Linked DNA regions of Mus musculus: all the other regions are linked to region 1. Evidence: chromatin contacts called from public HiChIP or PLAC-seq data. All regions are on one chromosome and are shown on one strand. The core of a region is the stretch at or near the end of the contact, and the rest is flanking DNA. Distances in the headings are between cores, read along the strand shown. Region 1 holds the start of Stat6 (signal transducer and activator of transcription 6). Region 2 holds the start of Rdh16 (retinol dehydrogenase 16). Region 3 holds the start of Rdh9 (retinol dehydrogenase 9).

The links. HiChIP or PLAC-seq counts read pairs in DNA pulled down with a chosen protein or histone mark.
Region 2: a FOXA1 HiChIP or PLAC-seq map of pancreatic cancer cells shows a contact between it and region 1. The contact joins the promoter of Rdh16 here to the promoter of Stat6 in region 1. A contact is called at or near these places in 5 of 39 promoter capture datasets (embryonic stem cells, hippocampal neurons, liver and 1 more), 1 of 115 datasets of contacts at active chromatin or transcription factors (pancreatic cancer cells) and 1 of 9 other capture datasets (pancreatic islet).
Region 3: an H3K4me3 HiChIP or PLAC-seq map of intestinal villus epithelium shows a contact between it and region 1, with 9 read pairs. The contact joins the promoter of Rdh9 here to the promoter of Stat6 in region 1. A contact is called at or near these places in 3 of 115 datasets of contacts at active chromatin or transcription factors (embryonic stem cells, intestinal villus epithelium and pancreatic cancer cells) and 1 of 9 other capture datasets (liver).

The regions. Positions count from the first base shown.
Region 1 is chr10:127,641,372-127,644,667 of GRCm38.p6, forward strand. Stat6 (signal transducer and activator of transcription 6) reads left to right here and starts at 1,615. Exons shown (of 22, transcript NM_009284.2): 1 at 1,615-1,878.
Region 2 is chr10:127,799,665-127,802,960 of GRCm38.p6, forward strand. It overlaps Rdh16 (retinol dehydrogenase 16), which reads left to right and starts at 1,489. Exons shown (of 4, transcript NM_009040.3): 1 at 1,489-1,846. The coding sequence starts at 1,534.
Region 3 is chr10:127,774,918-127,778,213 of GRCm38.p6, forward strand. Rdh9 (retinol dehydrogenase 9) reads left to right here and starts at 1,488. Exons shown (of 4, transcript NM_153133.2): 1 at 1,488-1,880. The coding sequence starts at 1,568.

The DNA.
Region 1 (3,296 bases), core at 365-2,864:
AAATATTAATTGTTGGGTTGGGATGTGACTCATTTGGTAGCATCCTTGCCTGACATGCAAAAAGCCCTGGGTTCAGTTCTTAGCATCACAAGCCCTCTTGCTGTTTGTTGCATATTTCTAAGCCTGGTACTTGGGAGGTGAAGTTAAAGTTTGTCCTTGGTTACTAGGCAATTTCAAGGCCATCCTGGGCTACATGACCCTTTGTCTCAACAACAGCATCAACAACCACAGTCCAACCAAGTAGCTGAGCAACAACAACAACAACAAAAGTACCTCCTGCTTGCTGTTTACTAGGTGACCAGAGTTCCTCTGAGCCTTTATGTATCAGTATATTCTATTCTCACAACCCCACAGCTTAAGCCACTCTGCGTGCTCCGTCCTACAGATAATGAACCAGCCAATTCTGCAGTTAGCATCTTTGGCAGGACTTGAACACAAATAGGTCTTGCTCAGAGTCCATGATTATATTATATGTACATGTACAGTTTGCTCTGGCACCTGGGTGGATCTAAGTTTGCACTGTGTACAGTGCCCACGGATGTGCAGTGGAGGAATCAGCTCAGGCACCAGGGGGCGCCAGAAGCCTGGCTTTTGCTCTTTCAGCCCAGCCCTGAAAGGCAATGGAAAGCCAAAATTCCAACTTGACACAGCCACCCTCAGACTATCCCTCCATACACTCGACTTTCAGGTTTGGCCTTTTGTTATCCTCCCCAACAAAAACTACAGGACAGTCCTCTGGTTATGATGGTGATTCAGAGGCTGAACAAGGGGCGTGTGTGTGTGTGTGTGTGTGTGTGTGTGACTCTAAGAGGCTCTGAGGGCTGTCATGTGTGAGAGCCTGCTGCTACATGTGTAAAGCTCAGACACGCGCGTGTGCGTGTGTGTATGTGTGTGTGTATGCGTGTGTGTGTGTGTGTGTGTGTTTTCTTGTGGCCAGGGAAATTGCACATATTTGTTTTGGGGTGTGTCTCAGTGTTTACCTCAGAAACAGATAGGAACTTTGCCAAGGTTGCACAGCATATTCACATTCAAACTTGGCACCCTGGCAGCCCTCAGTGGCTATCACTAGGGTTTGGGACGTGGTATCCCCGAATGAATTCCTTTTCCTCCAAGGGACTCCCGGAGACTTCCAGAATTCTGAGCTAAGGGTTCCCCTCCCCCACTTCCTCCCTACAGTATCACGGGACTTCTAAGGCGTTCCTGCCTTGGAAGGAGGTGAGCCTAATTGTGCAGGGGCCTCGGGCTCCCAGCTGTTTTTCAGGGTCCTCCACTGGAGGACGCACACAACCCAGATGTCCCATAGCACAGTTCCCCGAGGTCCCAATCTCTGGCCCGGAGAAAGTTTGTGTGGTAGCTAGGCAGTTCGGGGTGGCATGCCTCTGCCAGATATTAGGTGACTTTTCCGAGGAGTGGGGAATGGATCAGTGCTAAGGGGATTAGAGTAAAGGTCAGCCTCCCTCCAGTGTGGTTCAATGGAGCTCCAGCTTTGCCCTCCCCACTACGTGCTTCCCCACCGGGTACATACAGGTTCACCCCACTTTCTTCCTCTTCCTCCTCCAGCCCACTTTCTCTTCTCTGTGTCGTCAGAGCGCCAGGGAGGGACCTGGGCAGACAGAGAAGCCGGAAACAGCAGGCCGGGGCAGCCAGGGTTTACAGTGAAGAAGGCCCGGAGACGAGTGCGTGCGTGCCTGTGTGTGTGTTTGTGTGTGTGTGCGCGCGCTCGAGCGTGTGCGCGCGTGCCTGTGTGCATATGTGTGTGTGTGTCTGTACACATTGAGTTTTTAGGGCCAGCCCAGGACCCGCTGGACAGACCTACAGACCCATGGGGCTTGGTAGTGCCCTCTGAGAGAGGGAGAAGATAGCAGCGGGGCTGCTGAGGTGAGGGGACGTCTGCGAGTAGGGAAGGTTATGGGGGGGCTTTGACGAACCACGAGGGATGGATTTTCGGGGCCTCTCGGATCCTCCCCCCTGGGCGGGGCAGTTGGTCCCCTGAAAATAGTTTCATCTGGGGTTAGCTGACGGCACTGGGTTTTGGCAGTTTCCAACTTTCGAAGGACTCGGGTGGGTACAGGCCTCCACATTCCGGTCCCCAACGTGTCGCGTCACTTTCCCCAATCCTCAGCCCTGCGCCTCCTGGGTCTTGGGACAGTCGCTGGGCAGAGGAGAAGAAAGGTTCTCTGGGTTGGGGGACATGGCTGCCTTTCCCTAGAAGTTGATGCTCCAGGGTCCCCGAGCCTGTCCAACCCCTAGCTGCTGCCCGCTAAAGGTTCCTACTCAGGGTGTGGCTGGAGGGTGAGAGAGACCCAGATGTAGATCTCATGGTGCCCCAGAGGAGGGGGACTTTCCCCCTCACTTTTTTGGCCGCAGTAAACCCTGAGATTTCCCCGTGGAGGGCAGCCGGCTGGGGGTTAACCCTCCTCATGCTGACCTGGCTCCACCTCCTCCCACCCTTTCCCACCCCCACCAGCGCCGCCACCGTCATATATACACGCACATTGGACAACTCAGGGAAGCCCTTGACTTTTGATATTGGGGTCACACGGCCAGCGGACTCGGAATGCGGGAGTGGAGGGGATAGATTTAGGCCACCAAGCTTACGAAGAAGCTTCTAGGTTGTCGGGCTTCCCCTACGGCGGGGAGGGGGAGCCTGGAAGGGAAAGCTCGCCCCGCCTCTTGAAGTGTAGCTCCGCCTTCCCACCCTAGGGGACTGATCTCAAGAAAGGACGGTCCTTGTCCTAGCCCGACCTATAGACCCTGCAACGTTACCGGCAGCTCAGGAGAAAAATATGGCTTAATGGCGTCTGGGGTGGGGGAAGGATGAGACTTGAGTCACTCTACAGGGAGATTTAGAGGAAATTGGAGCTGTTCCTGGCTTGGCGGTCCCAGTCCCCAGTAGGGTAAGGATAGGGCCAAAGGTCTGGAATCCGAACATTCCAGAGACTGGGAGGAAAAGGGAACAGAATCCTCTCTTAAATTTGAAAATAAGACAAATGTGACTCTTCGGGATGCCCCACCCAACGGGGTAGACAGTTTTAGAGCAAAGTCTGGTTGGAGGACCCTATGCAAGAGTTGAAGACTCTGCCTTTGGGAGTGAGAACTCAGGGAGTGGGAGAGCAACCGGGAAGATGGTTAAGGGTAGGCAATGTCCTGTGAAGTGGCCTCCTTCTCTTCTATATGGGAGTCCTGTGGGAGTTAAGAGGCTCAAAAGGCAGGAGGAATTGGGGAGACCCAGGGAGTTTCCATCCCATCTTCCTCCTCCTCCTCTCTGAGAGGTCATTATAAACTGAGAGCCATCC
Region 2 (3,296 bases), core at 239-2,738, 160 kb after region 1:
GCCCTGTGGCTCCTGCAACAGACCCACATCCACTTTCCTATTCTCTCTGACTTTACCCAAAAATTCCAGGGTCCTATCTAGATCCTCCTATTTTCCAGAAGACCTTGATCCAACAAGAGTGTCCATCACTATCAGGGTTGATAAGGAAAGAACTGTAGGAGAGAAGATTGGAAAATGTCCATAGAAGGAGTGCTCTAGTGTACTCACTGTTGAAGCGAGACAAGATCCAAAGCACCAATATCTGCACAAAACTTTGGTCAAGAAAGCCTAGTACTACATTTTACAAGATGCAGTTCAAAGCTAGGATTCTGGGGACATGTGTGCTAATAGCCACATGAAGGATGTCCTATTAGTTTCTGCACAAGCAGGAGCAGAGACAGAAGTGGAGGCAGGATGACAAGTAATATCAGCCATAAGTTAAACAGAATCAGGCGCAGGAGAGAAGGAACAGCAGGGCAAATGCAGAGCAGATGCAGGGGCAGCTGCCTGCTTGGAGGGAGAATGGCCCAGCTCCAGATACACAGATAACCCACTGATAACCAAGGCCCAGACCTTAAGGCAGAACTGTAATAAATCCCTTATTGCACCTCTTCCTGATAGAACCATGGTTCTTGAGAGCACAAGGACAGCTTGATTCCTTACTGGTTGGGACAGAAAGTGGTGGAAGTGCCAGGTAAGGGAACTGTGACATCATTCCTGAAGGAAGGCATCAGGTTTATTTTGAGCTGAAATCTGAGAGTCATTCAGGTATTTCTCAAAACCAGGAGCCATATGCAAAGCTCCACACACTACTCTAGAGGTTCTGTAGAAAATAATCAAGAATTCCTGGCTTTTGTAAGCCAAGGACACAAATGGAGATCACAACTCAAAAAGAATCTGTACTCATATCTGCTTTAAAGCAGGTAGCCAGGAGAAGGGCCACTTGAGATCTAAAGTCATTTCCTTTCCCAATTCAGGTCTGGGAGTCCTGATTTGTCTGGGGTCCCAGTCCCATCACCTTGTATTCCTTTGAGGTCAATTTATCATGTTTCGGGCTGGCCCTTCTATGTTCCATAACTTGCTGTATTAGGAGGGCACCAGCTCTTCCTGTCCTCTCCTGTAAGCTGTCCTAAGTCCAAGTACAGGTTACCAATAGATTTTGATTCTGTTCAAAAGGTCCTGCTTTGTGGTTCCAGAGTGCAATATGCAGAGACACAAGGTGAGTCTGGGACTGGATTGTGGGCCCTGTGTAATGAACCAAACATGTATTCTGACCTGATTCCAGGAAGCAAGGATTATAAGAGAATATATCCGTGTTGTTGAATATCAGAGGTGTTTTTCTTGGCATGGATAAATAAAGTCAAAGAACATTGTATGACTTTTGCCCCAAAGCCTGTTAAAGTCCAGAGTCACGGCGCAGCAAAAATTATAAAAAATGCAGAGGCCTGTACGTCAGCAGGGTGGAGTCCTGGATGTCTACACCTTCCTGTGTGAGCAGAGGCCAGGCTCATTTTGACACAGAGTATCTCTCTCTCTGCTTGACTTCTACAAGCCATGTGGCTCTACCTGGTGGCACTGGTGGGCCTGTGGACGCTTCTGCGCTTCTTCAGGGTGAGGCAGGTGGTGAGCCATCTCCAAGACAAATATGTCTTCATCACGGGCTGTGACTCTGGCTTTGGGACCCTGCTGGCCAGACAGCTGGACAGGAGAGGCATGAGGGTGCTGGCTGCATGTCTGACGGAGAAGGGAGCCGAGGAGCTGAGGAACAAGACATCTGACAGGCTGGAGACAGTGATCCTGGATGTCACCAAGACAGAGAGTATTGTGACAGCCACTCAGTGGGTGAAGGAGCATGTTGGGAACAGAGGTACCAATGAGAGTCCTGTTGGTGCTGTTGGTGTTCTCTATGTGTGTGAAGGGAAGGCCTGTGTAGTCTTGAAACAATTCCTGGTGGGGGTCAGGGTGGAGTTGGTGTAACTGCAGACTCTGCCCCTCTCTAGCACATCAGTATTTCATGTTACTTAGAAACTTAATCCTCTAAGCTGTGTGTTCTTAGCCAACTGGTGCCTTGGGAAGATTTCATTTGCAATTGTTATCTGTCCTCTTTGACTTTGTATGTAGAAAGACAGGATTGTTGGCTGCTGAGTCCTAGGATAGAGACTGTGAGGAGGGAGGAGAGCCCTGGGCTCCTGGGACCTGGTCTCTGTGAAGGTCATGTGCCAGCGTGCACCTGCTCTCCCAGTTCTGGAACATGTTCTCATGCACTACCTGTGCACCATGGCAGGGAGAGCCATAATCATTGCCGTGCTTAAGCCCAAAGTCAAGGAAAACTTAGGACAGAAAAAGGTAGGAAGTGGTCTCTCTTTCACCTAGAAAACACACACACACACACACACACACACACACACACACACACACTAACTTGCTTTTCCATCTGTTTCTCCCTTTTTCTCTCTCCAGCATTTGTTTTAAACAATAAATTTATTTAAAAAATGAAAGGAAAACAGTTATTATTCAAAACTCTAGACATGTCAAACTACAATTAGCATACAATTTGCTATTCAGTGGATACAAAGTAGTTAACCCTTTGACTTGTATGTATAATGTATATGCATTCTTTCCAGTTTAAGAAGGCAAGCAACATTACCACTTAAAGAACATTTTTCAGCAATAATATAGAATGAATTAAAATAACTTGACCCTTATCCACGCCCCACTGCATTTAGCAGGCCTTGGCACTGGGTATTGTTTGTTCCCTTTGTGTTCCTCTGGCTCCTGAGTTTGAGGCAGAGCTCTAGATATGGACCTGGTCACCATCTGATGGACGTTTCTCAGCTCCTTCCTGTTGGCATCAGCAGATGGTGTCACCACACTCAGCTCGTTCCATTGTCCCAAGAACTGTCTTAAGATACTTCTAGTCCATCCCGAGTCCGCAAGCATGTGTATTTTGGGATCCCAGGATCAAAAATCTACTGTATATATTTTTATTAGATTTTTTTCATGCAAACATTTAGATTGTATTTCCCTTTCTCCAGCTTCTCCTAGATCCTCTCCATGTCCCAGTCATAGAAGTTCTTATTCTCTCTCTCTCTTTCTGTCTCTCTCTCTCAGAAACAAAAGCAAAATTAAACCCCCAACTAAAAGCAATACAAGTAAACTGAAAAAAACAAACAATCATAAAAAAAAAGAAAGAAACAAGGATCAAGCAAAAAAGCCAGGAGAAAACCCAATGGAAAAAAATGCAGTCTCTCCTTTTCGCAGAAAATTTCACACAGTGTATTTTGTGGAGATACAAGCACTCTTGTGTATGAGGCTCA
Region 3 (3,296 bases), core at 238-2,737, 130 kb after region 1:
TTATCACAGAGAAAGGAGGTTCGGTTGGGGAAGTGCCCCCATGAGATCCAGCTGTGGGGCATTTTCTCAGTTGGTGATCAGAGGGGAAGGACCCATTGTGGATGGTGCCATCCCTGGTAGTCTAGGGTTCTATGAGAGAGCAAGCTGAGAAAGCCAGGGAAAGCAAGGCAGTAAGAAACATCCGTCCATGGTCTTGGCATCAGCTCCTGCTCCCTTACCTGGTTGAGTTCCAGTCCTGCATCCTTTGGTGATCATCAGCAATGTGGAAAGTGTAAGCTGAATAAACCCTTTCCTCCCCAACTTGCATCCTGGTCATGATGTTTTGTTCAGGAATAGAAACCCTAACTAAGACAGGTGCTAAGAGTCACATAAAGAATGTCCTAGTATCTTCTGCAGGAGAAGGAGGAGGGACAAGATTGCAGCCAGGAGGACAAGGAGTAGCAGCACTACATCATACAGGTCCAGGCACAGTGGAGAAGGAAGAGCAGGGCAAATGCAGAGCAGTCCCAGGGGCAGCTGCCCATTGGAAGGACAGTGGCCCAGCTTCAGATTCACAGTTCAGTCAACACTGATAAAGAAGGCCCAGACCTTAGTGCAGAGCTGTAATCTAACCTGTATTGGGGCACTTCCTGATAGAAACATGGTTCCTGAGAGCACAAGGACAGTCTGAATCCTTACTGGTTGGCACAGAAAGTTGTGGAAGTGCCAGGTAAGGGAATGGTGACATCATTCCTGAAGGACACCAGGCTTATTTTTGAGCTGAAATCAGAGAGTCAGTCAGACATTCCCCAGAGCAGGAGCCGTATGTAAAGCCCTACAAACTACTCTAGAGGTTCTGAGCAAGGCTTGCTGGGAAATTAAGTAAGAAATCCTGACTCAGGTGAGACAGGGGCAGTCATAGAGGTCACAACTCAAGAAAATGTGCTCATGTCTGCTTGAATTCAGGCAGCCAGGAGAAGGGCCACTTGAGAGGGAAAGTCTTTTCCTTCCTCATATCTACTCTGGGAGTCCTGATGTGTTTGGGGTCCCAGCCCCACCACCTAGTGTTCCTTTGAGGTCAGCTTTCCATGTTTGGGGCTGGCCCTTCCTCTACCTTCCCAGGAGCTGCTGTATTAGGAAGGCACCAACTCTCTCTGTCCTCTCCTGTAAGTTGTCCTGAGTCCAAGCATAGGTTACCAATAGTTTCTCATTATGCTCACAATGTCCTGGTTTGTGGTTCCAGAGTGCAAGTTGCAAAGTCTGGAACTGGACCATGGGCTATGTGTAATGACACACACATATATTCCCACGTGAGTCCAGGAAGCAAAGATCATAAGATAATAAATATGTGTCACTGAACATCAGTGATGTTTTCCTTGGCAGTGAGATAGGGAGAGGCAAAGGGCATTATATGTCTTTTGATCAGAACAGGTCAATGACCAGAGACTGAGTCACCAATAGTTATAGGGATGCAGAGGACTTCACATCAGAAGCCTGGAATCGTCAATGCCTACACCTTCCTGTGTGAGCAGAGGCCAGGCTCATTTTGACACCGAGTATCTCTCTCTCTGCTTGGCTTCTACAAACTATGTGGCTCTTTCTAGTGGCACTGGTGGGCCTTTGGACTCTCCTGTGCTTCTTCAGGGAGAGGCAGGTGGTGAGCTATCTCCAAGACAAGTATGTCTTCATCACGGGCTGTGACTCTGGCTTTGGGAACCTGCTGGCCAGACAGCTGGACAGGAGAGGCATGAGAGTGTTGGCTGCATGTCTGACGGAGAAGGGAGCCGAGGAGCTGAGGAACAAGACATCTGACAGGCTGGAGACAGTGATCCTGGATGTCACCAAGACAGAGAGTATTGTGACAGCCACTCAGTGGGTGAAGGAGCGTGTTGGGAACAGAGGTACCACTGAGAGTCCTGTCTGTGCTGTTCGTTTTCTGTCTTTGTGTGAAGGGAAGGCCTGTGTAGTCCTGGAAAGATTCCTGGTGGGAGTCAGGGTGGAGTTGGTGTAACTGCAGATTCTGCCCCTCTCTAGCACATCAGTCTGTCCTCTTACCTCTACACTGAGTCCTCCAAGCTGTGTGTTCTTAGCAAATTGTATCTTATATCTTGGGTATCCTAAGTTTTGGGCTAATATCCACTTATCAGTGAGTACATATTGTGTGAGTTCCTTTGTGATTGGGTTACCTCACTCAGGATGATGCCCTCCAGGTCCATCCATTTGCCTAGGAATTTCATAAATTCATTCTTTTTAATAGCTGAGTAGTACTCCATTGTGTAAATGTACCACATTTTCTGTATCCATTCCTCTGTTGAGGGGCATCTGGGTTCTTTCCAGCTTCTGGCTATTATAAATAAGGCTGCTATGAACATAGTGGAGCATGTGTCCTTCTTACCGGTTGGGACATCTTCTGGATATATGCCCAGGAGAGGTATTGCGGGATCCTCCGGTAGTACTATGTCCAATTTTCTGAGGAACCGCCAGACTGATTTCCAGAGTGGTTGTACAAGCTTGCAATCCCATCAACAATGGAGGAGTGTTCCTCTTTCTCCACATCCTCGCCAGCATCTGCTGTCACCTGAGTTTTTGATCTTAGCCATTCTGACTGGAGTGAAGTGGAATCTCAGGGTTGTTTTGATTTGCATTTCCCTGATGATTAAGGATGTTGAACATTTTTTCAGGTGCTTCTCTGCCATTCGGTATTCCTCAGGTGAGAATTCTTTGTTCAGCTCTTAGCCCCATTTTTTAATGGGGTTATTTGATTTTCTGGAGTCCACCTTCTTGAGTTCTTTATATATATTGGATATTAGTCCCCTATCCAATTTGGGATAGGTAAAGATCCTTTTCCAATCTGTTGGTGGTCTTTTTTGTCTTATTGACAGTGTCTTTTGCTTTGCAGAAGCTTTGCAATTTTATGAGGTCCCATTTATCGATTCTCGATGTTACAGCACAAACCATTGCTGTTCTATTCAGGAATTTTCCCCCTGTACCCATATCTTCGAGGCTTTTCCCTACTTTCTCCTCTATAAGTTTCAGTGTCTCTGGTTTTATGTGGAGTTCCTCAATCTACTTAGATTTGACCTTAGTACAAGGAGATAGAAATGGATCAATTCGCATTCTTCTACATGATAACCGCCAGTTGTGGCAGCACCATTTGTTGAAAATGCTGTCTTTTTTCCACTGGATGGTTTTAGCTCCCTTGTCGAAGATCAAGTGACTATAGGTGTGTGGGTTCATCTCTGGGCCTTCAATTCTGTTCCATTGGTCTGCTTGTCTGTCACTATACCAGTACCATGCAGTTTTTATCATAATTGCTC